Regions from separate parts of the Mus musculus genome. Here all the other regions are linked to region 4. A link is a contact called in public HiChIP or PLAC-seq and promoter capture Hi-C data. All regions are on one chromosome and are shown on one strand. The core of a region is the stretch at or near the end of the contact, and the rest is flanking DNA. Distances in the headings are between cores, read along the strand shown. Region 1 holds the start of Mterf2 (mitochondrial transcription termination factor 2). Region 2 has its middle 43 kb from the start of Gm34633. Region 3 has its middle 20 kb from the start of Gm34633. Region 4 holds the start of Rfx4 (regulatory factor X, 4 (influences HLA class II expression)).

Region 1 (6,765 bases), core at 3,428-5,927, 370 kb after region 4:
TCCTGTCTGTAAAGTGAAATTGAAAAAACTTATACTCTAAGCAAGTTCCAAACAGCCAAGGGTTCTTTGAGGGTCAGGGCAGGTAACTGGTGCCAGTGTGGGTCAGGCACCACTTAAAATAGCTGTTTGAGGGTCTCAACAAGATGCAAAAGGACAGATGATCAGAGCCACATTTCTATGGTAAGACATTCCCACTAGCAGATACCTATCAAATGAGACAAAGGGAAAGGCAGGCCATAACCCACTTTTCTGCTTTCTTAAAGGTAAACCCAGACATCAGGACAGTCAAGGCTGTCCATCTTGCTGCCTTTCTGCTGGGCAAACATTGTTATCAGTAAGAATGGAAAACCTGACTAATAAATGCACATTACAACTTCTTGGGAAGTCTAAGTGTGGTGTTAGAGTGCTGGAGAAGGTGGAAGGAACACCATTCAGGATGGGTGTGCTGCCTGCAGCTCTTACTGTTGAGTAGCTGTGTCATTTGCAGTTTTGTTATATGCTGAGCACCTGTCTGCCTGCATTTCATGTGTGCCCTTTGAAGGTTCTGGAATTCGAGAGAGAGGGCTGGAGAGCCTACACCTACAGCCATGAAACCACGTCTCAGATGCCCCCCCCCCCCTTAAAGAGAGCACCAGCATAGAAATGATTCTTCTGTTGTTCTGCAGTGTGGAAAACAACTCACTGGTGAAGCGCTTTGTCACTGAGGCAGACCTTTGTCACTGAGGCAGACCTTTGTCACTGAGGCAGACCTTTGGCTTATATGTTATTTTTAGCCTTTCTTCTCTTTGCCTTTTTGTCCTTGATACATCATAAAAATTAACATGTGTAAACTTTTATTATATAAGGAAAACAACTTAGTTTTTCTAGAATTGGCATTCCATTCTTTGATTCATTTTTAGTAGTTATCACTTTTTTGAGGTGGGGAAGAAGAGGAGGAAGAAGAAAAAGGAGGAGGGAGAGGAAGAAATAGGAGGAGGGAGAGGAAGAAGAGGAGGAAGAGAAGGAAGAGGAGGAGACAGAGGTTGAGATCTTCCATTGTAGTGCCATCTATTTTGGCTCCCAAATGGCTGGTGTCACAGGCATGAGTTAGAGTTGTCACTTTTTAACAAGTCATGGTAAGATGTTAATAAAGGCATGGTAGTATCTGGACCATTATCAAGTATATAGTTCAGTGGCATAGGGGACTTTGACAACACTGTACAACTATAAACCACTACATATAAGACTTCCTGTCAAACACAAACTCTATGTTCATCAAACAGGGTGCATAACTCTTCACTCCTGCCACGACACCTGGAAAGCTCTACTCCGCTGTTTCCATGTATCTTCTAGATAGGTCATGTGAGTGAAATAAACCATCCAACACATTTTTAAAATGCTTGGCTTATTCCATTTAGTGTAATGCTTTCAAAGTCCATGTTGTAGCAAGTGTCAGAACAAGGCACATTTATTCACAGTGGACTTGTATGCATGTGTGTGTGTGTGTAGAGGTGCACACCTGAGGTAGTCAGAGGACAACTCAGTAGGGTTGGTTTTCTCTTTGCACGTTTATGTAAATTCTGGATTGAACTCATGAGGCTGGCTCAGCAAGTACCCTGCTTGCTTAGACATCTTACCAGCCAATTTCTTAAAATAAGACAATAAGTGTGCTGCTTGATAGCATTTTCCTCAAACAGAATTGTTTTAAACATGAAGCCAGGCCTCTTAGACCCACTGCTTTATCAAATAAGTTTATGTGACCCTCCGCATCCTTTGCTATCATCTTCACCAAGAATGGATTTCACCTCAAGTAACCACTCCCCAGTCATCCAGGCAGGAAGCAAGTCCACATCTGCTAAAGTTTGATCTGGTGACCGAACGATATAGTCACATCAAGGCGTCTATCTCTAATCCTGCTTCTGTCACATTCTGTATTTCTTTCCAAGATTCCCCTCAAAGGCACTTGTGAGGGCTGAAATCCGCTCCCTCCAACTCCCATAATGCTGATGTCTTGGCCCCGCCCACACACGTCGTCAACAGCAGCTGGAGTAGTGATTCCTCCACACAGATTTTCAATGGACTCTGCCCATATCCTGGGACTTTGTACGTCAACAAGGAAATGAAAGAAAAGCCATCAAGACAGGCAGCAGGTAAAGGTGCTGTCGCCAAGGCTACTGCTCTGACTTTAGTCCAGAAACGAACGTGATGGAATGAGAGGACTGACTTCTGCACGTTGTCCTCCGACCTCCATACATGCACCACTTTGGCACACACCTCCCCACCACCCCTAAATATCTTTTCACCTTATTAAGAAAGGCCAACTCTCCCCACCCAACACATAATCTATAAAGAGCAATAAAGATAATCAAGTGAGGTCACATTCACATTTATGCCTTAAACAGTTGCACCCACCTCTCTTTTTCTGCATTTCTGATATCACTGCTCTTCCCCTCCGTCTCCTTTGTTCTGTCCTCTTAGCTGATCCATGCAGATTCTCCTTCCTCTTCTATTTCACAACTCTCAATAAAGGCAACTTCCCTGCTATCAGAGCTAATGAGTAGTTTCAATTCCTACTTTTCTGGACTTTTGTAGCATCCAGCAGCGTTTGACCATTTGTTTTTCAAAACAGTCTCTTGTCTGACTTCCAAAGTGCTCCCCTCTTCTTGCTCTCCCCACCACTCCCCTCTGGCCACCCCTTCTCTGTCTCCTCTACAGGTGCATCTTTAGGCTTGGTAGCCTGAAATTCCAGCACTAGGAAGGCTGACGCATAAGTTTTAGGTCAGCCTGGTCTACCTAGAGTATTTTTAAGCCAGTTTGGACTGTAAAGTAACAACTTGTTTAAAAAAAAAAAAAACCCAAAATATTATAATTAAAGAAATGAGAGAGACCATGAATTTGAGAGAGAATAATGGAGTGTGTGTGTACTTGGGAAGTGTAAATGATGTAATTGTATTTTAATTAAAAGCATTAGAAATGAATGAGTTTTTCTAGTGAAAAACAAACAAATGTACAAACAAATAAATATGCTTTCCTTCTTACCTTATAGTCTCTCCTGAGCGATTTTGTCCTTCTCCAGGGCTTCAGTCAGTCCATTTAGGACTCCTCTGTAGCTTCTAAAATGTGATTCTGTCACCTCTCTGCAATAGACCTCAGTGGCACTTTAGGACAGACATACAATAATTTGTAGAAAAGACTTTCTGCCACCTGAATTCCCATCTCCCTTCCTCACAAACCAGTCACTTCTCAGTCCCGGCGGACTCTGTTCCCACTACATAGTCTCCAAAGACTGTGCTTTTGTCAATCAACTCTCAGAAGTAAGCGTCACTTTCTTAAGGAAATGCCTCTGATGTTTCAGAATAGATGAAGCCCCATGTCCCCTTTAAGGGTGTTTACGGCACCATGGACTGCAATGCTCCACCTGGGATGGCTGTGACCCCTCACGTTTCTGCTTCACTATCCCACACAACCCACTTTGCAGCACCGTGTTCTAATGAACTGTCTCCCTGCCCTTCATGGGCTGCCATCACTGACTCTGGGAAAGAGAGGGGCAGGCAGTTCCCGGTGTGTTTTTTTACTTTATAGTAATATTTATCAATTGTCCATTCAACTTGTAGGGTTTTTTTGTTTGTTTTTTTGTTTGTTTGTTTGTTTTAAGCTCAGGCTGCTGTCAGGATGGTAGGCACTAGCTCTCCTGGCCAAACATTTCATATTTCTGTTGGGATCACAGACCATCTGAGAACTTGAGAGTTACAGACTTTACAAAAAAAAAATAAGGAAGGCCCACACCTTTTTCACTTCAGAAATGGCGTTAGCAAGAACTATGAGCAGCCCATAGTGACTGTGTATGCAGGGGAGAGCCGAGACTGAATACTGTTATTTCCTGTAATGAGCAAACAAAGAACACGATGCACAAGGCAATAACAGCAAATTAACAAATCAGGCTATGAAACAATGCAGAGGGCAAAAGTGAGTTACTTTAGCGCAGCTACACTGCCTTGGAATTAATCTCCAATTAGCTGTGACTTTTTAGGAAGTAATATCACCTTTCTGTGTGGGCAGTGTGGGCATCAGGAACATGGGGACGCTATTCCTTGGTGAAAGATCATGTTAAACGAGTTAATAGTAGTTCAGAGTATTAAAAAACAAAACAAAGCCCTCACATCTACTCCTCATTAAACCATAGTTCCCCTTAAAGATGAGGCCAGGATGCAGGTGTAGCTTGCCCAAGGCTGCCCACCTAAGAATGGCAGTCCTCTTAGCCTTGTGTCCTATGTACAATGATGCTCTTGCTAAAAAGGTCACATAGTCTGCTCTCTTATGCAATCCTCTCAAGCAATCCTGAGGTGAGAAATACATTTTTATAATTAAAACAGTCCTCTCAATAAAACCAATTAAGTTCTGATCTGACAGTTTCAAGTGAATTCCAATTTGTAGGCAAAGAACCACAAAGTTGGTCAGAGGAAGGGCCCTGCCAGGACCGCTACCGTGGCCTCTTATTTACGTGTGCAGCCTCCTTTTTTCAGTGCTCCGAGGTGGAGTGCCTGTGTGGACGTTCTCGGTGGGCAGCTGCTAACCCTGACCCCGGTAGGCAGGCTTGAGGCTCAGCCAGAGCTGGAGAAATAGGGTGGCTTACCTGTGGGCAGCAGTCCAAGCACAGCGGAGAGACCTTGGGCGTTGAGCTAAGTTCCCACCCTGTTCCGCAGGCCTCTCCACTCAGGAAACAGATCCTAGGTAACTGGCAGGGCTTCGCCTTGGCTGGTAACCAATCAGAGCTCGAGAAACTGATGTGCAGGAAGTCACGCCTCCATCCCGAGCGTAGCCAATTAGAACACTGTGTACAGGCTCCCGTGGGAATAAGTGAGCCACACTACAGGGTCTATTGCCACCAGTGCCACCTGGCGCTTCTGTCTCAGCAAACTCTGGTGGTTCAGTCTCTTTGTCCCTTAGAGAACGTTACAACTCGTTGAGAGAAAGAGGCAGGGAGGAGGGGCAGATCAGAACCTGTTGTCTGTAATGTGGAGCCATTCAGAATTCTCAAGTTTAAAACTTTGAAACCTGACCTGTCCAAACAAAACAAACCCCTCACATCTGCGGTAAACACCAGGTCTGATTCCCTAAATGCCATTCATCCTTTTTACCCCTAGATGACTTTGCCCAAATACTGCTAAACTGCCTTTTGCTTTACATTCTAAGTTATTCGTGATGCCCACACTCATAAACCAGCCAACCAAAAGCCAGAATCTTTTTCATCCATCCTTCAGATAAATATTTACAGGCTGCCGCCTCAGCACCAAGCATGCGGAACTGCAGCGCTAGGACCTTGGACAGGGCAACAGGAACTGAAACACATTAACGTGGTAACCACAATGAGAGTGAAGTGCTACCCAGGAAAGAGTCCCCTGTGCCCACCCTGTGCTGTATGCAGTTAGAGCAAGGAAAATGGTGTTTCCTAGGCTGATAGCCCGCCTCGTTACCTTTCTAAGGGTCTCTCACTCAGGTTGACACCTCCCCTTCATGTGGAGTGGAGGCTCCTGATTATGTCCTTAGCTAAGAACAATGCTTGATCCACAGTTAAGAACTCCAGAATGTTAATCATATCTGAAAACAGCCGTGTGGTTTACACTTTGTGGGCTTTAGAGGAACAGAGTCCTGACTCCTAAAGATCAGTTCTGATCCTCAGGCTACTCCGGAATTAACTGAGCAGCTACTACCTAGATGAGTAGGTGATCTATGTCCAATAACCCTTCTTAGCACATCAACACTCTATTCATGGATTTTACTGCACACTTTCTTACAAAAATTTGGGATTCATGGTTAAGATGTGCTATCCTCACTTGGGAAAAGGAAACTACAGTCAAGTATAGAAAAGGAATAAGTGGTCACATCGCAGCATGGGGAAGGATTAGACAAAGACAGCCTGGAATTACACAGTAATCTAGGCCAGTTTTGTTTAGTTTCAGGCACTGTCTCAAAAGCCAACCCACACCCCCCATCAGACAATTGAAAAAAAAAGGGGGGGAAGAAAGAAAGTTATAGGTGTTAAAGTCAAGACTTGGAATTGCATGCTGTGCAATCACTTGTTAGGAGAGGGACGCAGAACTGAGAATCATGGTGTGGGAAGCTTGCACCAAGGCTCCACACAACCTGTGCACTGTGATCAAAAGTAGCTGCTAACTCAGCCACACTGACTGTGGCCAGTGACTGGGCTCAGACTTTGCCATCTTCTTACAGTGCGTTTCTAGGGCCTGACACTCAGAAAAAACCTTAGGAGGAACAGGTGATGAGACTACTACTATGTATATTTTCCTAAAGAAAACTACAAAAATCAAACAATTCTGAAGTCTCTATAAGAAATAAAGTTATACTGGGTATAGTGGTTTGAATGAGAATGGTCCCCACAGGCTTGTTTGAATACTTGGGCCCCAGCTGGTGGAGCTGTTTGGGAAGGATGAAGAGGCGTGGCCTTGTTGCAGGAGATGCTTTGAGGTTCTTGCCATTCCTGGGCTCCCTCTTGAGTCTCTCAGTTATGGACTGAGGTGTGAGAACTCAGGTGTTCCGTGCTCTGTGATCATGAACTCTGTCTGAAATACCCACATTAAATTCTTTTATAAGCTGCACTGATGCTTTATCACAGTAACAGAAAAGTAACTAAACAATGGTTATCATTCTTGTACATGTAAAAGTCACTGCTTTAAGGGCATGAGAAAAACATAAGGAAGCTGCAAGTTAATCCAAAAGCATGGCTCCTTCAATTTCTCAGTGCGCAGTAGTAAGAACGCAAGGAGT
Region 2 (7,037 bases), core at 348-2,847, 290 kb after region 4:
GAGTTCAAATCCCAGCAACCACATGGTGGCTCACAACCATCCTTAATGAGATCTGACTCCCTCTTCTGGAGTGTCTGAAGACAGCTACAGTGTACTTACATATAATAAAAATAAAATAAATTAAAAAAAAAAAAGAGCTGGCTCAGGAGTTAAGAGTTCAAACAGCTCTTGCAGAGAGGCAGGGTTTGTTTTCCAGCAGCCTTGTTGATGAACTCACGACCTCTGTGACTCCAGCTCCCGAGGGTCTGAAGCCCTGCTCTAGCGCCCGAGGGAACCTACACACACGTGCGCATGCCCACACACAGATACAGCCACACACGCAATTAAAAAGAAAGTAAGTCTCTAAAAATATTATTTTTGCGCTGAATGTGATAGTCCATGCCTCTAATTCCAACACCTGGGAGTCTGAGGCAGGAGAATCAAAGTGATTTCAAGGCCAAAATGGGCTACATACAGTGAGTTCCAGATCAGCCTGAGCTATGGGTGAGACCCTGCCTCAAACAATAAAACAAATCTTTCACGAGAACTCTTTTTACTACAAACGGCTTTGGCTATCCTGTATTGTCTGACTGTCTGTAGGCATAAGTGCTAATTATTTTCTTATTTTAAAATTATCTTTCTGTAAAAAGCAATCGGCTTTTAGGCTTACAGTTTTAGTCTAAAAGAAGGACAGTTTGTATAGTACCTGGTCACAGCTGCATAAACGTTTTCTTTAAAACTTCACACTCTTTGCTTCTTTAAAACTGAGGGTAGGGGGTTGTTAGGAAACAGTGTGTCAACAGTTTCTTTCTTACAAAAAAAAAAAAATCGGTTGGATTGCCTGTTGTATAGGCAGTGTCTTTTGTTTAAAAAAAAAAAAAAGTTTTAACTCCACAGTGGAAAAACTAACATTGTCACTAGGATATGACGAAACCATGGAGAAGAACTAGAGATCTCGAGGCTCGGCAGAATGGCCGGCGGCATCTGGTCCCAGGCCCTTTCTCAACAGCCTTGTATGCCCTATTCAGAACGATTGTTGGCATGATGTAGACAAATTGACGCAAATTAGTTTAGCACGGGCTAGGCAAAGTTTAAGCTTGTTGAGCAACACACGTGGACCACATAGCAACAGCTCCCAACCCTGTGCACAAGTGCTGGATGCGAAGTTGGCCAGGACCCTGCTCAGCCAGAATGAAAGCGAATTGCAAATCACTGGTCAGGCCTCGGAAAGAAGACAAGGGGAGGGGGCAGGAAGCTGGCAGTGGAGACCGGAGCCCCCACACTGACCCTGAAGGCCCGGGTACAGAAAAAAATGTCTCCTGAAAGTGCCGCTGGCTATGCCTAACCCCCTCTCCCCCCAGCCTCCGGTTATTTCACAGCCACAAATCCTCAAAGGACTGGCCCCAAAGATTAAGGGGATTCCGCCACTTTCCTCTTTACTTTGGATTCAGATATTTCAAGACAATTCCTTTGGGGCTAGTGTCACACAGACCACCTAGAGGGACTTTCTAATTGTATTTACAGTAATTTAATTACACCAGGGACAGCTTCAGAAGGCAGGATTTACCAAGATCGATACTGTGGGTGCCGCTGGTAGGGTTTCGGATCTGTTAAATCAACAGGAAGAAGAAGGGGGGGGCACTTCAGAGCGTAGAAACCTTTGTAGATTTCCTTTTGGGGAGCACGGCTGGGTGGGTGGGTGATGGAGACGTTTGCCTGGGGTCAACAGCGTTCACGCTTTTGTTCACATTACTCTAGATTCTGTGCGTGAATTCTGCCCGCCTGCTCCCCACCCCCGCTTGCACCGCAGACAGGGCACCAGAAGTCAGCCTGCATTTAGTTCAACTATCTCTGGGTCTTGGGACTTGGTGAGCAGTTTCTCTCCAGCAGCAGAACTGAGTGGGAAACAGAAAGACACTTATTTGCATCCTCCTTCTTTTGAATTGTCATTTTCCAAACAAACAAACAAACAAAAACAAAACAAAACAAAAAGCTTTTACACAAAACATTAAAAAAATTTCCAATGTACCTATATGTAAAAAAAAAAATGCCGTAAATATTAAATCATTAAAAAGCAGGTGATCTGCATGCAATTCTGCTTTTAGATTGTTTGAGTAACTGGTCAGGTAAACTTGATGGCTGCTGCCTTTCCTTCTGGAGGGGTCTCGGCCTTCCCTTTTGAAATGGGAGGGAAGAGCCTGCCTTGATCCGGAGCTGGTCGGGGACTAAAAGCAGCACGCGCTTCTACTGCCCTCTAGCAGTCTGCCTGGGTTTATTAGCATCTAGATCTTTCTGAGGCACTCCAAGCGGGTCTCGGTGGAGGGGTGACAGCAGGAACACTAACTTCACTGGATATGTGCACATCTTCTAAGCTCTTAAATACATTCCGAGCAACGGGAATAAATATACAAACAAACACTTATGCGCTGAAAAAAAGTAGTCACGAAGATAATATACAGGGCATGATAGTTGAGGAGCGAATGGGAACCCTAGGGAGGAAAGAGAGGGAACGACCATGGTCAAAGCACAGGATACATGCACCTATACCTTAATAAAATCAGTATTGGGTAGAACGAATAAGAAACACGTTAAAAAAGAATGCTAGGGAACATTAAGAAGAATAGTTAAATAATCATATGCAATTTGACCTGGAACTATTTCTTTTTTTAAAATTAAACTATTTTATTTATTTACATTCCAAATGTTGCCCCCGCTTCCTGGTCTCCCCTCCCGAGTTCTTCACCCTCCTCTTTGCCTCTGAGAGAGTACTCTTCCACCCACCCACACCCTCCCTCACCCACACCTCCCCTTCCCCCATGATCCCCCTTCCTTAGGGCATCAAGTCTCTACAGGATTAGGCACATCCTCTCCCACTGAGGCCAGACAAGGCAGTCCTCTGCTACATATGTGCAGGGGGCTTGGACCAGCCCGTGTATGCTCTTTGGTTGGTGGTTTAGTCTCTGGGAGCTCCCAGGTGTCTGGGTTAGTTGGCACTGTTGGTCTTCCTATGGGGTTGCCCTCCCCTTCAGCTCCTTCAGTCCTTCCCCTAACTCTTTCTTAGGGGTCCCCGACCTCAGGACTTGGAACTATTTCTATCATGAACGAATGAATAAATGGTTTGGATTTGAGATCATAATAAGATAGTGAGGCTATGTTGCTGCTTTTGTCAAATAGAGAATGTTTTAAAAGTGGGGCAGGAAAGGAGATCTGCACACTGAGGGCCATCAATGTTTACTGTATAAGTCTATGAGGTGAGCCCTCCCCTCCCCCAATGAAATCTCCATTCAAAGTAGCAAGTATCTTCAGCTGTGTTTTACATCTGCTCGAGCAGCAGAATTCAAATTAAATGTGATGTTATGTGCACAGACTTCTCTCCCTGCATCTTTCCCCAGCTCTGTCCTGACAAAGGGATAGGTTGTGCTCTTTGTTTTTATGTCACCCGCAGGTTTCCATACATTAAAGGTATTGAAGTAAACGCTAACACCAAAGTGCGATTTGCCTGCTTGGTTGGCTCAACCGTTGTGAAGAAATCATGAGACACTGCCACCTGTTGGAGATGCCATGAATTATTTGCATTTTAGGCAAAACAATTTCCAGGTTCAAATTCAAAATCAGCTGTGGTCTCCTGATGAACTTACATGATGTTGAGTGTCTCCATTTTAACCCCTATGTCTCTCTGTCTGCTTTGTATCTTCTGATAGTCTTCACCATAGCTAAGTGCAGTGTGTGTACCTGCAGTCCCTGAAATCCAGCAGTTGAGGCCGAAGGATCCAGATAACCCAGGGACATCCTTGGCCTCATAGTGAGTCAACCCGGGCTAGATGAGACCCTGCCTCAAAAAAGAAAAACACCGTGTGTGTGTGTGTGTGTGTGTGTGTGTGTGTTTGTTGGGGGGGGGGGGGTTGGATTCACTGCTTCTCGGTCACGTGACACATGACACGTGACATGGGCTGCTTCCCTGTTCCACTTCATCACAGGCCCAGAAATACAAACCCAGACTACCATGGACTCATGGATTTGCAGTTTACTCATTTTGTTTACACTATCCTAAATGGATTTACATTTGCTGGGTGAACTTGTTGCCTTTGTATGTGAACATTGATGCTACTGGCAGCCTTACAGACAGCTCTTCTTGTTTATAGCCACTTTTCTGTTGGTTCTCTTTGGTTTCCTGAGTTAAAATTATTAGCAGTTACAAGTGTATGAGTCATACTCCTTTTCTTCCCCAACGTATAACTTTTGTTTTCTTGTATTTACAACTGTGATGAGTGTGGTGAGTAGCTTGGACTATTTTGCAGCTTTAGTGTAATGCTTCCATGAAACACACAGTTGGAGCTTTTGTGTTTTTGTTTTGAAATACATGCATGGCTGTGTGTGTGTGTGTGTGTGTGTGTGCACATAAACCAGCTGTATTGGCACCTAACCTCAGCATTCTGAAGGTAGCAGCATGGCTGGAGAGATAGATCAATGGTACTTGATGAGTAACCACAAGACACAGAATCCAAGCATAGACACTCACAGTGCAAGCCACGTGTCCTGAAAACACGTGTGGTTCTAGCTGTGAGGGATCCAACACCCTTTCTGGGCTTCCACACACTCACATACACACACACACACACACACTCACACACACACACACTCACACACACACACTCACACACACACACATACACACACACACTCACTCATATACTCGTATACACTCACACATACTAAATCTTAAAAAGAAATACTAAGGTCATTCCCAGCTACATTCAAGTTCAAGACTACACACACACACTTACACTCACTCACACATACTTACCTACACTTGTATTGAAAGACCCACAATGTGAGGACTCCCCCACGTTCTGTCTCAGAAGAGGCGACACCCAAAATCACTCACGAGGAACGGTCTTGCTGCAAACTGCAAGAGAACTTTTATTCAAGAGCGCTCTCAGGCCCACAGTCATACACCTCGCAGGGGTAGAGGACCGTGGCACCCCAATTAGCTGTGTAAGGGGGTATTTAAAGGAAGAAACCACAACTCAAGGGGGTAGGAAGGGCATTGTTGGAAAATACCAAAAATACCAGTTAAGAGTCACAAGGAAGCGGAAAGTCAAGACAGTAACAATAAGCCTTTAGCAATAGCACATCTGCATAGCCATAGCGGGTTCCAGCAATGGTCAGGGTGGGTCAGGGTGACTTTCTTTGAATGAACACTCCTTGAACCCAGGAAGCGGGTGGGTGGAGGGATGTCGCTATGTGTTTATGATTAGCATACCTTAGAGCATTGAGTCATAAAGGTCACATTCTCAAGCCTGGGCCTAAAGGCCTAGAATTTGCTTTTACGTTATATTTTTTCAGTATACACTCACATATCTACACACACTCATTCACACATACTTACACACACACACACACACACACACACACAAATAAAATCTTAAAAAGAAATATTAAGGTTATCCTCAGCTACATTTCAAGTTCAAGACCAGTCTGAGATACATGGGACATTGTTTCAAAAACAAAAGACAAAGCAGGACAAAAATCGGAGAACTTGGCCAGGGCAGGCTGTTATGAATCTGCTGATATTATTGTATTTGATATTTTTCATCGATCTTTATAAAATATTGATCTACACTTTCCTTCTCTTGCTCAGGTTTTGGTATTGTCATGTTCACTTCATAAACATAATGGGAATGTCTTCCTTTGCTAGGCTCTGTGATAGCTGAGCAGCCTAACATTGCTGTATTCCTTAAGGGATGATAGAATTAATTATCCTGTGACATTGTTTAAGCTTATGCTTTTTGAGGGAGGAAAAATGTTTCAACTAAAATTTTCTTTATTTATCTCATGAAAAGTAGTTCTTTTAGGCTTGTATACTCTAAAGTACATTCCATTTTTCTATAATTAAAGCAGTTTTACACTCACATCTTCAAGCTCATTACCACTAACTTGTAAAATAGTCTCTATTATTATTAATTATTAAACAATTTTCTGTTCTTATTATTTTTCCTTTTGCACTTTATTCTGTCTTTAATGTTTCCTATGTTTTCGGTTTATATACACTGCATCCCATGTGTTAATATCGGCTACTCTAGGTTGGCCATCAAGTTTCCTACAGAGCTCCTGACCCTTTACAACTGCTGAAATGTACTAACTAAAGATAAATGGTATTCAAGCAAAAAAGTACCTACCAGACAGTAAGAGTATAGGCTCATGGGAAGCTGCTGGGGGCTCCTGGGATGAAGATGCTTCCCTGGAAATACACACACACCACCACCACCACCACCACCACCACCAACAACAACAAAACGACAGGAATTGACAATCACTGCTCATTAATATCTCTCAACATCAATGGACTAAATCCCCCCTCCCCCAAATGACACATGCTAACAGGATGGATGCAAACACAGAATCCATCATTCTGCTACATACAAGAAACACATGTCAACAATAAAGATAGACATTATCTCAGAATAAAAGGCTGGAAAAGTTTTTCAAGCAAACGGACCCAAGAAGCAAGCTGGAGTAGCCATCCCAATGTCTAATGAAATTGACTTTCAACCAAAATTAATCAAAAGAGACAGGGATTAATCCCAGCACTCGGGAGGCAGAGGCAGGCAGATTTCTGAGTTAGAGGCCAGCCTGGTCTACAAAGTGAGTTCCAGGACAGCCAGGGCTACACAGAGAAACCCTGTTTCAACCCCCCCCCCCCAAAAAAAAAAGAAAAAGAAAAAGAAAAGGGAGACAGAACAACAAACACTGAGGAAATTCAAAGAATCATTAGGTCTTACTTCAAAAGACTATACTGCATAAAATTGGAAAATCTAAACAAAATGGATGTTTTTCTAGACAGATACCACTTACCAAAGTTAGACCACAGTCAGGTAAACTATTTAAACAGTCCTATAATCTCTAAGGAAATAGACGCAGTCATCAAAAGTCTCCCACCCACCCCCAAAAGGCACAGATGGTTTTAGTGCAGAATTCCATCAGACATTCAAAGAAGAGCTAATATCACTATTCCTGAAACTATTCCACAAAATAGAAGCAGAAGGTACACTGCCAAA
Region 3 (7,573 bases), core at 1,715-4,214, 270 kb after region 4:
TCTCTGGGAGAACTGGCCCACAGGGACTGGAAGAGACTGAAGACAGGAATCCTTCATTGAAATGACGTTACCAGCCACTCATTCATCAAGAGTTCACAGCTGCTGCAGGTGTCAAAGTAGTTGAAGTAAAGGCCTGGTCTTCTGTAGCTTTTCTGCTCCTGCAGAGATATCATGAATACAGTATACTGGTGAATGCATGCCTGCAGGGATAGTCCAAAGGAGGTAACATGGAGCAGGTGTAGAGATTGCATTGTCTTAAGGGAATGCTTCCGTCAAGGCTGTGTGAGCTGAGACCTGAAAGAAGCCATGAGAACACATAAGGCCTAATTCCTTCAGGGAGAGAGTACAGTAGGTGCATAGACCCTGTAGCAGGCAGTAACCAGCCTGGCATGACCTTGGGACTGCGGGCGGCCAATTTGGCTGAAGCAGAGAGGGGCTAGCAACCCTTCCCTGGGTGCGCTCCAGTCTTCGTGCCTTCCATGTACAGATGTAGACTCAGCCACAGCCCACTCTGGAGTCTTCAGTACATTCATCCTAGCAGACTTTTGGGAAAGATAACGGAGTTTCCTCCACACCAGGATTGAGAGTCAGATGATCCTGAAAGATCAAACCACACGCCTCTTAGTGTTACTCCTTCCTACTGTTCCAGAAAAAAGAGGTCAGACGTTAGAAGAGACATAGTGAGCCCACATGGATGTTCACTGTCTCTTCAGTTTAAAGAGATAGTCAGGGGTCACTGGATTTTGAGGAAATCCCTCACATGAGCAAGAGAGACCAAAATAGAAAAAGCAGGGAGCTTTCTTCCTCCACAGATTTGTAACTAATTTTAACTATGGGCTTTGGCTCTGCTACCTGAAAAGGAAAGATCAAGTAAGTGATATGAGCAATCAAGTTAAAAACAAAATCAGAGAGCAGCGAGCATGGGAAGGGACCATCTGAAAGTAACGTGTGTCCTCTGAAGAAAGGTAACGCCAGGCTAGCACACACACACTGTATGGAAATAGCCGCTACATGGTAACAGCCAGCACACGCATGCACGTGGTTATATATGTCCCTATATGCTTCTGTGCACACGTGCGTGTGTGCAGGATCATATGTGCCAGCTCCATGCCCCACCTTCTTAGGAAAAGGCCTTTTGCATGTCTAGTCATTCAATCTTCACAACAAGTCAAGACATCACTACTGTTCTCATTCTTCATCTGCTTGTGGGAGGTGGAAGCTGCCAAGGCAGGTGACTAGATCCTCAGCCAGGCTCTCTGCCCACAGGGCTGGAGGAGTGGGAGCTCATCGGCCTGACCCTGGAGGCCTCTTTGTGCCTTTCAGTGTAGGGAGGCTCTCTGAGCAACCCTCAGCGCTATTTTCTTTCCAGATAGAGCCAACCTTCCAGGTAGTCCAGTATATCCTGGGAGCTCCGGTGCTGGGTGCCACCTCAGTGTGGCCAAAGTCACATCTTGCACAGCTGTGCTGGGTGGTGGGAGTATTTCACTGTCATCTCATTCCACAGTATCTCAGGTTGGATGAACAGCCCTGACCAAGACTCTTAACCAACTCTTGGGGACTGCACAGTCAAGGTTCTGTGAACCACATAGGCAACTGGTTGCCCTCATTCCAACTATTAGGAGAATCTTTCTTATGGCTCCAACTGTCACCTCCCATCCAAATCCCTTCTCCGGAGGCAGCCTCAGGCAGGAAGAGTCAGAGTTCAGTGTGGGAGTCTGGACTGAGAAGGGGAGGGCAGTCGGAGGACTGTGATAAGCTTACCACAGTCTACTCTACATAGGTGTCAAATCCTGCTGCCTCTAGTCTCATAGTTTGGTAATCCTGACATCCACTACATAAATATACTAACTTTAACCAGGCGGTGGTGGATGGTGATGCACACTTTTGATCCAGCACATAGGAGGGAAGGGCAGACAGATCTCTGCCAGTCGGGTCTACAAAGCAAGTTCCAGGACAGCCAGTGCTCACATAGAAACCCTGTCTGAAACAACAATAGCAGCAGCAGCAGCAATAACAACAACAGCTACCTTTAACCTGTCACCCTGCCCTGGGCTGTACCTCACACCTCTGCAGACCCCTGGGAACTCAGCTTACAAGCCGGAGAGTCCCTACCAAATTCATCTTGGTTGTCTGCAAGGAAGATAACAAGACTTTCCTCCCCACTAGGGCTGGGCAAGTCGCCCCATCCTGAAAGACCAAGTCCCAAGCCTCCTCGTCTTCATACTTGCTTGAAGAAAATGAAAAATGGCCCCAATAGTTTGCGGCTGCCATTCCTGGCCGGGCCAATGCATTTCACGTGCTTTTCTTTGTAAGAAAAGAAGGGGGTGGCAGGCAGAGTGCATGGGTTGATTGGAGATTACCACCCCACCCCCTTTTCCTTGGCGTCAATTAGCATAATTTAAAAGGCAAAGGCTGAGGGGGGAAACTCTCAATATATCTGGGGCCGCTTTGGGGCTTTGAACTTTTCTGTCCTTTGGGGCTGATTATGGCCAAGTGACCCATATTAAAAAGCATTTACAATAAAATGATGCACTTTCTTTTGTGCCATGGGCTTCCCTGATGAAAAGCAAAAATGTTTTAAAATTGTCCCTTTTTGTCAGCAGTAATGGCTGCGCTATATTTCAGCACGTCCCCCTTGCGGCCATAGAAAGGGAAGGGTAATAAAGGCACAGCTGTAGACACTTTATGGCCTGCTTGGGGGGCTTGGTGGGAGGACCGGGGAGTGGAGGGAAGGAACAGATTGACTGTGTGTCAACAAATGCAGCTGGGGGAAAAAAGAAAGCTTTTAAAGACCTCTGCAACTTAAAGTCCAAGATAAATGATGCTCCTATTTGGGAAGAAGAAAACATGGAGGTGAAATTCAATAAAGAGTGGCTGAAAAGAGAAGGCTTCCAAAGGCCTTTCTCTGTATCGAGGCAGCTCCCAAGAGAAATGAGTGAAAGTGGCCACAGTGAAAGGGGGGTGCAGCCCAGAGGGACAACAAAGGCCCCTCCGTGCCAATGTGCTGCTGCGCCAGGCTCAGTCCTGCCTGCTCAGGGAGCCTGGCCAACTTGGAGGCAGGGACGGTCGGTTGGTCGGGAGGATGCCCTGGGAAATGAACACAGTCCTACAACAGGGTCTGCTAGAGCTCTGCATTTGAGGAGAGGACAGAAAAGCATGAAGTGACCCCAGTAGAAAGAGGCTGAGTCACCTTTGAGTCACCTGAAAAATACTGCAGCTCTGACAGCTATGTGAGGTGAGTATCCCTGTGAGCCACGGTGGCCAGGACATCCCTGAGGTCAAGTCCTTGATAGTTCACAAAAATCCTTCCTCCCCGCCCCCCTTGGAATCTCCTCCTGTGAGGGCAGGTGGAATCCTTGACCCACAACTAACTAAGGGCTCACCTTCAGGTGATCGGGTGATCAGCTTTGTGACAGGCGAATAGAGAGATGGGAACCCCGAGGGGCAGCCATAGGAAGAATGAAGCTTCTAATCTCAGCCAAACTGAAACTCTAAGGTGGCTGGTTCAGCAGCTATGTGATTTCATCTCCTTGAACTTTGCTTTTTCATTTTTCAGGACAACGATAACACCCATTCATCGGGTGCTTGAAATGAGACAAAGAGTCTAGCAGAATACCCACACGTAAGAAGAAAGGTGTTCTTCAATATTAGCACAAATGGCTTCATCAAATGGGAGCAGCAGGCCAGGAGGAAACTGCAGGGCTCTTCAGGAGTTCTTAGATTTCGCAGGACACAAATACCTGGGGATGCAGTTATATGAAGATCTAGACTTGGAGGGGCTAGGAGGCCTCAGAGCCTGTGTGTCTAGGTGAAGGGGATGCGGCTAGTCTGCTGTCCCGTTAGGTCTCAGAGAAAGCATGGCCGAAGAATATGAGAAAATTAAATGGGGCGGCGGGGGGGGGGGGCGCTTTCATAGATGAAGACATATCTGGAGTATAATGTTCCCACATGGCAGTGAAGACCCTACTTAAACCTGGGTGACTGAGAAGCACAACACAAAGTGACTAGTTGCCACACAATTCAAAAAATTAGTGGAAGTAGAGAAGCAACTCCCACAACAGGTCCTCATGTGTCAGTGTATACAAACATGTGTGCGTGTGTGTGTGTGTGTGTGTGTGTGTGTGTGTGTACACATGCTCACACACAGACACACCCAAAAAGTAAATAAACAAGTAAATAAATAAATAAATAAATGGAAAACTGTAATTTTAAAGACTCGTAAAGGGGACTGGAAAGATGTCTCAGCAGTGAATAGCACTGCCTGCTCTTGCAGGGGACTTAGATTGGGTCCCAGCTCTAGTGTTTCCAGTCACAACTGCCTATAACCCTCGCTCCAGGGGATCCAATGCAATCTTCTGATTCCTATTGACTCCTACGTGCACATAATGCCCAGACATAAACTCAGGCACACACACATACCATAAAAATAAACACATAGTTTAAAATACTTGTTTTAAAAGGCTGGGTGTGGTAGTGCATGACTTTAGTGTAGCACTGAGGAGAAAGGGCCTTTCTGGTTTACATAGTAAGTTTTGTGGCAGCCAGGATGCACAATGAGAGCCTGTATTTCATATATACATGTATGTGTATATATATATATATATATATATATATATATATACATACATATACATATATATGTATATATATACACACACATACATACACACACATATATATGATTGTATACATATATATGTATGTATGTATAATATACTTCCCTTCCCCCACCTCCTTCAAATCTCCTCCTGTGATTATATATATAAACTAGATAAGCCAAAACTATTCCATTATATAAAAACATCAATGAGCAAATATGCCTAGTTCTTTACAAGTAAAAGAGTAATTTCATATCTCACATCTTATCAACAAACTATCAGTAGATGTTAGCATTATTTTCATTTCACAGACTTCAAGTAATTTGTCCAAAGTCATTCAATTAGTGTAAGTGAAACTAGGTTCGATTCTCAGACTGTTCGGATCTATGTTCTTCACTCTAATTTCTTACACCCAAGCTCACATCCCCCGGATGACCTGTCACATCTAGTCTTTTAGTCCCTTCTTTTAATCCCATTTGGTAATTTCATAGCTTGAGTTTCAATGAAGCTATAAACTGTTTGTGGAAGATCCCTGAAGGCATGTTACATAGTTCACCAAAGCTAAGCGAGAATAATCTATACAATTTTAGCAATATGAGTTTTTCAAACAATGCACATATACATACTCAAGTTGCTCTAAGTAGTAGCATTTTAGTTAAGGACACATGTGTGAAGAAGGAGTGACAGGTAACTGTGTACCAAGGCCTGGAGAAGCCAGGAATACTTATGGGCAGAGGGAGAATAAGGTGTCCAGGATCCAACAGGCCTGGGAAGAAGCCGGTTTAGAGAATGGAAGCAGTAAGAGGATTGCACACCGTGACGTACCCTATCCCTGCTGGGGTCTGCATTGGCACTGATTGGGTCATGAGGATCAATGATCCTTAACCATAGGTTCGTCTAGACTGTGTGCTGTCCTTTCATGCCTTGACGGCTATGTTGATGAAAGTATCCTAAAATTAAAAATTACCAAATGCATGACACCACAGTTATGTTGGTCATGGGCTGATTAGTTCTGTTACTGTCGAGATCTCTTATTTAAGGGGAACGTATGGGTGATAATGCATTTGATGGCCCTGAAGTAAGAGCCAGATGTCTAATAAAGTTTCATATTAGCTACCCCCAAGTTTAATGGGCCCGGAGTGAGAAGAGGGGCATTGGTGGGCGGGTGGTTGGTTTCACGGAGGATGGTAGACAAATAGACCAAATGTAGAAGGGGATAGTCGTATGGAAGAGAAGAGTTTATGACTTAATGGTGTATGTTCTAATAACACAGATATGTCTAGAAGCATTAATTTAAATGTCTGGTTTAATAGTCATGTTGCATTTTAATGATTGTTGAATATTTCATGTATGCTTATTTTCATTAAGTTCCTTTACTTGCTTATATGCTAGGGGTAAATAAATTAATGTACAATATACATTAATGTTCTATGGTACTAAATAATTTTATGTATGGTTCAAGAAGTAATTTAATTAGAACATCAGCTTTGGGTGCTGATGGTGGGGAATAGCCTCCTTCTTCTTGATGTCTTGAGAAGAATAGCTCTTCGTTTCAGGTTTAATGGGGGACGGAGAGGCGCAGAGGCAGTGAGACTTCCTGGACAGTTCGGTGGATGCCCTGGTTCCAAACCACACAGCGCTCTCTATGCCCCGTGCCCAGCCAGTTCCTTAACCCCAAGCCTAGCACTAAATGCCAGGCTGAGGCATTCAGAGCTATCCTGTGTTCTCAGCCTTGGTTCCAGTGCTGGCTATGGCACCGGCACCCTCACTAGCCACTCCCCCTCTGAGCCTCTGTCTTCTTCATCAGACTCTTCCCATCCCCAGCATAATTACAGACATCCCTAGATAAAACCACGACTGGCACACTTGGCTGGAGGAAGATCTTTTTCAAGTTGTGTAGTAAAAAGAAGAAAGAGGCCTGGAGACAAAATACAATGCATGATGGGAAATGTAATCAGCTTCAGTGCAACTCTGATAAAGAACAGGTACTGGCTTCTAAACTTTAGAATCAAATAATAGAGAAAGAACAGAAGGTTTAATTATTAGCCCCAAACGGAATTTAAATTTCATCAATCTTAATGATACAAAAGTAAAGATTTGAAAGTCAAATCGAGGAGAAAAAGCTTAAGGAAGGTGAGAAGAATTAAAACCTCATTATATGGGGGAGCTGGAGAGATGGCTCAGTGACTGCTCTTCCAGAGGACCCAGGTTCAATTCCTGGCACCTACGTGGTAGCTCACAACTGTCGATAACACCAGTTATAGGGGAATCTGACACCCCAACACAGGCACACAGGCAGTCAAAACACCAGGGCACATAAAATATAAGTTAAATAAATAAATAAATAAACAAAACAATAAAACAAACCTCGTTGTTATGTCCAAAAGGACAGAAAGTTGGGTGGGTAGGGAAGGGGTGCTGCGTGTAGGGGTTGTTATGAGAGGGGGTGAGTACAGCCAAAAATACATTCTACAAAGCTCTCAGAGATCAATAAAGTAGGAGAAGAAAAGGTACTGCTGATACTTAAGACTGAGAACGGAACCCTGCTCAGAGGGTCTACTAGGAGCGTGGCTAAGCCTGCCTCCGTACTGCACTCCCGAGTCTGTGGTAAACCCTGGTACACAGGCAGCAGCAGACTCCTGCTAAGTGGAAGCAGAGTCCTGAGGCTCTAAGGCTCTTTGGGGATCACCTACGCCCATTTCCCTTATCTGACTTTTGAAGACATCACTGCAAAGGCAGAAAAAGTCACATCAGGGTGTGGCCAAGCCAGGGTGTCAACTGGCTTTCTCTGGCCTCTCACTAACTGTCCTCCCTCAGGCAGTGAGAACCACGCTGAGGTTGCCAAGACTCCCTCCGCCTCAGCTGCAGCCAAGTGCTCACACACACATGCCTGGAGCAGCTGAGGTGAAGGAGCGACCTCTAAGGCCAATATGGCCGAAGTCCAGCAGGGGAAGCCAGGCTGTGGGTGAGGACAT
Region 4 (7,358 bases), core at 4,327-6,826:
CATCTGGTGGCCGAGATCCCATAGAGTCATTTGTCCCTGGAATTGAGGAGGCTGACACTGGAGGAATCATACCAATGGATGTCAGTGCTGCCAAAACTGGGTGACACTGAGCCAGTTCGTCCTTCCCCAGGGATGATGGCACATGGTTCTCAACCTGTAGGTCGAGACTCTTTGGGGACTTCAAATGACTTTTTAACAAATACCCTGAATATCACATATTTACATTATGGTTCATAACAGTAGCAAAAAATACAGTTACAAAGTAGCAACGAATGCCATTTTGTGGTTAGGGGGGTCACCACACTACGAGGAACTGTATTAAAAGGTCCCAGCATCAAGAAGGGCTTCTGGGAGGTTGGTTGTGTTTGAGCCTGGGGGACACATCTCAAGAAACTTAGATCTGTTCATGGTTTTCTTCCTTTTTTTCTTTCTCTCTTTCTTTCTTTCTTTCTTTCTTTCTTTCTTTCTTCTTTTTTTTTTGTTTTTTTTGTTTTTTTTTTTTTCGAGACAGGGTTTCTCTGTGTAGCCCTGGCTGTCCTGGAACTCACTTTGTAGACCAGGCTGGCCTCGAACTCAGAGATCCACCTGCCTCTGCCTCCTGAGTGCTAGGATTAAAGGCATGCGCCACCACGCCCAGCTGGTTTTCTTCCTTTTATACCTTATTATTACTTTAAAATATTTATTATTTACTTACGTGGGATTCTGGGGGTTGAACCTAGGGCTGAGAGCAGTGGCTCTCATTCTTCCTAATGTTCAACCCCTTAATACAGTTCCTGGAGTTGTGATGATTGATCCCCAACCATTAAATTATTTTATTGCCATTTCAAAACTGTAATTTTGCTACTGTTACGAATTCTAATGTAAATATCTGTGCTTTTCCATGGTCACCCTTAATGAGAAGGTGGTTCAATTTCCAAAGGGGTCGGGACCCCCAGGTTGAGAACTGATGGGCTAGAGTGTACTGCATGTGCTCCACCTCAGAGCTGCAGCCACAGCTCTCCCTTCACTGTTTTTTGTTTGTTTGTTTGTTTGTTTTTGTTTTACTTCGAGACAGGCTCACATAGTTGCCCCAGGCCAACACCGGCCAAGTGGCTGACGTGATGGGTTTCACAGTGGTGAGGAAGGGCAGGCTCCTGACCTCACAACTCTGGGGTCTGAGGGATGAGGAGGGAGAAGATTCTTCTGGAGAGGCCATGGGGCAGGAGGCAGCCTCAGGGAGTAGCCAGGTTTCAGGAGAGAAGGGAGATGGGAGAGATTTTGGGAGAAGTCTGCTGGGGACAGATGGAGCTCCAGAACCCCAGCGAGGGACTTGAGGGGATGAAATGAGCTTCACAGGCGGCTTGGGAAGATGTTCATGTGGGTGAGGTAGCCAGGATATCTGGAAGGGTCTGACTTCCGGTGGTTCTGGGGCGTCACGTGGCGTCCATCTCCGGGTGGCGGCTCTGGATCAAGGACTGGTCTCAGCTGGAATATATGCAGAGAAGGTGTAGATTTCCCACGAGCTCTGTGTCTTAGGCACTTCATAGTAGAGAGGTTACCACAGAGGACAAGTCTCATGGGACATCTTCTTTTATATTGGCTTATTCTTTCCCGAGACAATTATTTGGATGTAAGGATGCCTTTACTGTTTCTTGCTGTGTTAGGCAAGTTACTTACCCTCTGTGCCTCATGTATAATGTGGTACCTATCTCCCAGGATTATTCTGATAATTCATTTAAACTCTTTGATCCATGGCATATTCATAGTGATGCGCAATAAACCTTAGCCCATTAATAAACCCTTAATATTACTTTTATTCTCTTAAACAAGGCAGAATAACAGACCAATTGTTACCTGTCTTTCCCTTTCTGACAGTACGACTATGCTTTCAAAGCTTATAACGACAAATGTTTATTCTTAGCTCACAGATCTCTAGATTCCCCTGGGGAATCACGCAGTTCTCCAGGCTGCCGAGTACATAACATTCCAGTCAGCTGCATGTATCACTTATTGCAAGTCAGGAGCCCACGAATCCAGCACTAGGGAGTGCGCATGCGTGCAGGTGAGGCACGCCTCTGGCTGGCCGGAACCTGCGCCATATAGTCCTTAGGAAGTAAGCCAGTTACTGTACCCAGAGTCTGTAGAGCCAGAAGCCAGGGTGTAGGAGTGGAGGGAGGTTAGAGAGTGTGTGTGAATCACGACCACCCATTGACATCATGCCTATAACGATAAGGACAGGGCAGGGTTGGTAAGTGCAGGGCTGTGGGAACCAGAGCATAGGAGCAGAGCCCACCAGAGGATGCCACACTCATCTTTGCTTCCAAGCCGCACAGTAAACCTCCCTAGAGGCTGCAGTAGCCACCAATGCTACACAAAACCTGTCGATCTGTGTCTTCTTGGGCCTGCCAGTCTGCTGGGCTATGAGCAAGTTTAATGGGCATTTCAGGCCAACACCCCTTCGCCGCCTCCTCTCGCCATCCTCCTTGCCCTGCTCAGTGAGTGGAATGGGGCAAGCTCCTGGATAAGGCGATGCTCTTCCACATTCTCTTCTGGCCACATAGTCAGCACCAAGGCTGGAGAACCGCTTCCGGTCCTTCTCAGAGTCTCCAGAGCCCTGCCCCCAGCTGCTGAGCGCCAATGTCAACCATCCCTTTCCTTTAGCCATGGCACCACCCTCTCCGGCAACCAGATCCTCTCTTCCTGCCACCACTTTGTGATCATCATGATCCCAAATGCGCTGCTAGCCCTGGATGCTCAAAATGTCTGCAAGATCCATTTCTTTGCATAGCCTTCAAAAGAAAGCACCTTCCATTACCCCTTCCGGGGTTCCATAGCACACCAGACAGACGCTCCCGTTGGCCTTCGCCTCTGTTCCAGGCCTGGCTAACTCAGCTTCTGATGTGGTCCTCATTTTCTCCAGGCTTATCAGACACTCCCTCCCCAGTCTCTCAGCTTCTGTATCTTCCTCCACTGCCTTTCTGAGCTGTGCTCCAGAGGATAGGATGGACGTTATCACAGCCCTTCTGACTGCCCAGGCTGGCCATACTGATTGCCCATTGCCCTCTCTAAAGAGGGGACAGCAACGTGCTCTTGGTGTTGTGGGGTTAATTGAGGTAGTATCCCTGAGGTCTGGGGCAGTGGTACCTATTAGTATTCAACTACGCCATTTTATTAAAGGATGGCAAACTTTCAGGAAGCTGCGCAAGATGCCACAGCATGTATGTACCCAGGTCAGCCCCTGGGTAGCAGTCTTTAAGACGTTTTCTTTCTTGCTTTTCTTTCTTCCTTCCTCTCTTTCTTTCCTTCTTTCTTTCTTTCTTTCTTTTTTTCTTTCTTTCTCTCTTTCTTTCTTTCTTTCTTTCTTTCTTTCTTTCTTTCTTTCTTTCTTTCTTTCTTTCTTTCTTTCTTCCTATCTGACCTGAAGTGAAAGATGGCACCATTTTTAAGTTCCAGTGTCACTTCTTGACAGTCTTTGATGTTTGTTCACTCCATCATATGACAAACACGCTACACAAACCAATCAGCGTCATGCCTTCTCCCTCCTGTGTCTCTCCAATATAAGCTCAGAGAACCTCTCTGCTCTCAGGCTAAGCAGGGCAGGGATGAGGAAAGCCCTGCTGCGCAGCCTCAGTTGTATTTGTCAAACACCAGCTGGTAGGGGCTGACTCACTGCTCCCCTTTCTCCTGGTCCTTTTCTGCCACCCTTGCTTTGTGAGGGCAGCCCATCACCCACCCTCCTCACACACACATGCACACACACACACACACACACACACACACACACTACTAATGAGTGCAATGCTAGCACCTTCTGCCTAAAATTCTCACCTGCCTTCTACAGATCACCTCTGCCCCACAGGTCAATGGATGCACCTGGCAGAGCTCCCCTTTGACCATGCACCCTGGCATTTTGTCCACAGGGCCAGTGAGGCTTCTAGAAAAAGACGCAGTCATTGATCTCTCACTTGGAACCCACGGGGTTGAGGAGATAGTAGTATTTATCCCCTTAGGCCGCTAAAGCTTTTCATCCACTGCTAGAGAGGGAAAGCTGTGTGCCTGGGGTTGGTGGCCGAGGGCTTCTGGGCACAAGATAGATAGTTGTGTGAGAGAGATAAGAGATAAGAGAGATAACCCGGGTTGGAATTTAGCAGCAGTTTGAGCAAGAAGGGGCAACACACAGAGGCCCGGTAGGGCCTGAGGAGAGCAACGGGGGAGAAACGTCGTTACTCCCATTTCACAGATAAGGAAGCTGAGGCCCAAAAAAGATGAAGGAATCTGCAGAGCCGGGATTCGAACCCTTCTGCCCGTCCGCGCTGCCCCTTCCCTGCATCTCGTGACCTTAACTCGGCACGTGCTAGTCCCTTGCCCCTCACCCACCATTGTCCCACTCGGCGCGGCTCGGGGGGCTACCCGGAGGCCCGAGGTGGGCAGGCCCGGGGTCGCGGGCAAGAAGCGCACCCGGCTCGGCGGGAGGGACTCGGGCGATCCGCCCCTGCGCCGCTGGCGCTGCCTCTGTCCATGGTCAAAGCAGCGGGGTAATCCGCCTTTCTCTTCCGCCCGCCGAGCCCATTCATATTCTAATCACAGCGCGGCCGGCCCGCGAGCGGCCACTTTCCCGGGGCCACGGGAGCCCCCCCTCCACCCCCACTTTCCACTTGCGGTCCACAGGCCCCGGCCCCCTCCCCCTCCCACACTTTCAACTGCGCCGGGGAGGGGTCCCTGGGAAAGCCTCATCCCCAGCTCTGACGCCGGGGCTTCTCACCAACTCCGTTGCTGGCTGTGGGGGACCGAGAGGGTGGCAGAGGGGGGAGCCGGGGGACATGGGAAGAGGGAGGGGCCCGGACGCAGACAGACTGACATACAGGGTTATGGGAAGAGGCGCGGGGGTGGGGGTGGGGGTGAGGGTCCCAGAGACCCAGGGAGAACGCAGAACTAGGGAGAGACAAAGAGACTGGCTGCCAAGGGAGAAACGGAGAGCGAGACAGCGAGGCACGCCGACCTGGAGAGACCCGTGGGGCGAGAGACAAGGGGTACAAAAGTTCTGGTTGACGCAAGCCAGCCTCTCACCCCCTCGCAGCCAAGCGGCCTTCTTGTCCCTCAGACTGGTTATGGGAACCTAAGGCTTCACTTTCCCCTTCCTCAACTTCTACTCCCACGCACGTCCGCGGATCTGCGTGGAAGAAACTCAAGACATACCCCCTCTGCACTACTCCCCGGCCCCTACTCAAAATCTAACTCAAGGCGAAAACGGGACGTGTCTCGAGGGGAGAAAAAAAGGAGTCGGGCCCACTCGTGGACGCACAGGAGACTCCTAGGGCTCGGGTACCTCTGCACCCCCCTTCATGGCTGCACCGCGCGGGGCCCGGGCGCGGGAGGACTGAAGAGGGGGGCAGATCTAAGCCAATTTTGATTTCGTCTATAATGAGTGCCGGGCTAAGGCTGGAGAAGGCCTCTGGAACTTTAAATAAGAAAAACGTTGCTAATGCTATAATAGAAGGGGGAAGTCGGAGGGCTGGGATTGCGTCGCTCTGAGCCCCCCTTTTCGGAGGCGGCTTTTCTTATTCAAAACAGGCCCACAATGGGCTTCACAGTGCGCCTCGCCACGGCCCCATCTGACGAGCGGCCATTCATCAGGCCCGCTGGCCTATCAATGACATTGCTCCCATCGGGGCTCCTATAAAATGATGTTTTTTCCCATGAAACATCCGCAAACATTTTGACGGGTTTGGCTTTGCCCGACTGGATTACTGAGTGTCCCCTCGCTCGCTCGCTCGCTCTCTCGCTCTCTCCTTCAGCTCTAGCTTCCTTCCTTCCCTCGCTTCTTCGCCTCTTTTCTTTCCACTAGTTCTTTCTTTTCCCCTTTTATCCTTTTGCCCTCTCACCCACCGTCTCCCCCTCTCTCTCTCGCTATCCCTTCCTTCCTTATTTCTTCCCTCCCTTCCTCCCTGGGCATCTCTAGCACAGGGGATCCCCAAATATCAGGACTTTTGGGGGGCGTCTGTGCTGTCCATGGGAAGAGCATGCATTGTGGGTTACTGGAGGAACCCGACATGGATTCCACAGGTTAGTCCTGGTGGGACTTGGAGGGGGGTCATTGGAGGGGGGAGGAAGGAGAAGGGACAGGGCGGGGGTCACTTCAGAAAGAGTTGCAGAAAGTTCAGGCGGGGCAACCTGACAGTGGGATCCCAGGAGAGGAGGAGAGCGTGCAGAAGTTTTCGGTCCAGCGCTAAGTGTGTAAGTGGATGCATGGAAGTGTGTGTGAGTGTAAATGCGTGTGTGCGCGTGCGCGCACTCTGAGGCGCGCGCTTTCACTTGGACATAAAGTTGCATAAAGATGCTCGCTGGCTCGCGGCGAGCTCGAGGTGTTTATGCTACTTGCAAGAGCTTTGCGAGCAAGCCGCCCCGCCCGGACCCGGCGGCGGCCCTGGCTTTGGCTAGGGTAGTGGTATGCTTAGGATCTGGGGTGAGGGCCCCGAACGCTCCAAAGGCGGAGGAGGGCGACGGCGTACCGCGTCTCACCGCGCACTGGAGGCTCTTGCTTCTGGAATCTCGCTGCAGGGAGGGAGTGGCGGCGGCGAACCCGGTGGTCCTGGGGCTTTAGTAGCTTTGGGCTAGGAGAGATGGGCCCCTAGGACTGTAGTCTCCCGGCCGCGAAGACGCGACTCACTAGCCTCTCCACAGTGAGGCTGTAACCTTGCAAAAGGGGGGTGGGGGGAGCAGAATGCAGAACATATGAAGAGGCCTGACACTGAGTTTTGTGAACCGGCCTGTAGTTTGAGGGCTGTGTGGTGGACATCAGGCACTAGGGTCGCCACGGTTCACAAGGGAACACACGGAATCTCTTACAACGAAAATGCCCAGCATCTTCTCCAGGCGATCCGTTGGTCAACTTCTACGCCTAGCATCTTTGGGGACCCGCCGCACTTCAAATTCTGTTATTTTTTTCTATGTCCTTTCCATGTAGTGGTTCTCAAAAAAACTTTACTCTCTCCGTTAGGCTCAGTCTCTCCACCAGGCCACTCCAATCCCTGCTGGGCCGCAGCTTTGGAATTTTGAGGGGTGGTAAGACCACAGCCTGGGCATAGGCAGCAGCTTGACTGAAACCTGAGAGAATGTGAGGGCATTGCAGCTGAGCAACAAGTGCCTGCTGGCCTCAGCTGTGCCCTGACACACATTAACTTACTTGCAAATAACACCACAGTCAACTCTGCCCCCACTCCACCCACCCCTAGGGCAGGTTGTAAAAAGATTAAGCTATCTAGATATCTTCCCAGACCTTGTTCTTCTGTACTGGGAGGAAAGTTCCAGGCCTCTCTTGGCCTACATTGCAGACCTGGTGGCTGAGACCGCTGGCCCAGGGGTATCTGCGGCATTCCAGG

The links. Promoter capture Hi-C pulls out the DNA fragments that hold promoters and counts their contacts. HiChIP or PLAC-seq counts read pairs in DNA pulled down with a chosen protein or histone mark.
Region 1: a promoter capture Hi-C map of neural stem cells shows a contact between it and region 4. The contact joins the promoter of Mterf2 here to the promoter of Rfx4 in region 4. A contact is called at or near these places in 4 of 39 promoter capture datasets (cranial neural crest, embryonic stem cells and neural stem cells), 2 of 115 datasets of contacts at active chromatin or transcription factors (both in embryonic stem cells) and 2 of 9 other capture datasets (embryonic stem cells and liver).
Region 2: an H3K4me3 HiChIP or PLAC-seq map of embryonic stem cells shows a contact between it and region 4, with 16 read pairs. The contact joins the enhancer-like site here to the promoter of Rfx4 in region 4. A contact is called at or near these places in 15 of 39 promoter capture datasets (the 3T3-L1 cell line, the C10 cell line, HPC-7-derived erythroid cells and 10 more), 2 of 15 datasets of contacts at CTCF or cohesin (pro-B cells and stem cell-derived epiblast-like cells), 11 of 484 Hi-C or Micro-C datasets (differentiating embryonic stem cells, embryonic stem cells, liver and 4 more), 27 of 115 datasets of contacts at active chromatin or transcription factors (astrocytes, bone marrow-derived macrophages, craniofacial prominence and 15 more) and 5 of 9 other capture datasets (adipose tissue, embryonic stem cells, liver and 2 more).
Region 3: an H3K4me3 HiChIP or PLAC-seq map of embryonic forebrain shows a contact between it and region 4, with 4 times the contacts expected there. The contact joins the enhancer-like site here to the promoter of Rfx4 in region 4. A contact is called at or near these places in 8 of 39 promoter capture datasets (the 3T3-L1 cell line, the C10 cell line, cranial neural crest and 4 more), 12 of 115 datasets of contacts at active chromatin or transcription factors (craniofacial prominence, embryonic basal ganglia, embryonic forebrain and 7 more) and 5 of 9 other capture datasets (adipose tissue, embryonic stem cells, liver and 2 more).

What each region holds. Positions count from the first base shown.
Region 1 is chr10:85,123,350-85,130,114 of GRCm38.p6, forward strand. Mterf2 (mitochondrial transcription termination factor 2) reads right to left here and starts at 4,678. Exons shown (of 3, transcript NM_028832.3): 1 at 4,613-4,678; 2 at 3,019-3,137.
Region 2 is chr10:85,043,289-85,050,325 of GRCm38.p6, forward strand. No RefSeq gene overlaps it. Among named protein-coding and RNA genes, the nearest start is that of Gm34633, 43 kb to the left of the region's middle. Within about 2 kb of position 1,598, at least 52 of the 459 cell types and tissues checked have an H3K27ac peak or open chromatin away from gene starts, as enhancers often do. A contact at or near this core is called in differentiating embryonic stem cells, embryonic stem cells, liver and 5 more, where this site is marked.
Region 3 is chr10:85,020,482-85,028,054 of GRCm38.p6, forward strand. No RefSeq gene overlaps it. Among named protein-coding and RNA genes, the nearest start is that of Gm34633, 20 kb to the left of the region's middle. Within about 2 kb of position 2,965, at least 45 of the 459 cell types and tissues checked have an H3K27ac peak or open chromatin away from gene starts, as enhancers often do. A contact at or near this core is called in embryonic basal ganglia, embryonic forebrain, oligodendrocyte precursor cells and 1 more, where this site is marked.
Region 4 is chr10:84,750,472-84,757,829 of GRCm38.p6, forward strand. Rfx4 (regulatory factor X, 4 (influences HLA class II expression)) reads left to right here and starts at 5,577. Exons shown (of 18, transcript NM_001024918.1): 1 at 5,577-6,042. The coding sequence starts at 6,000.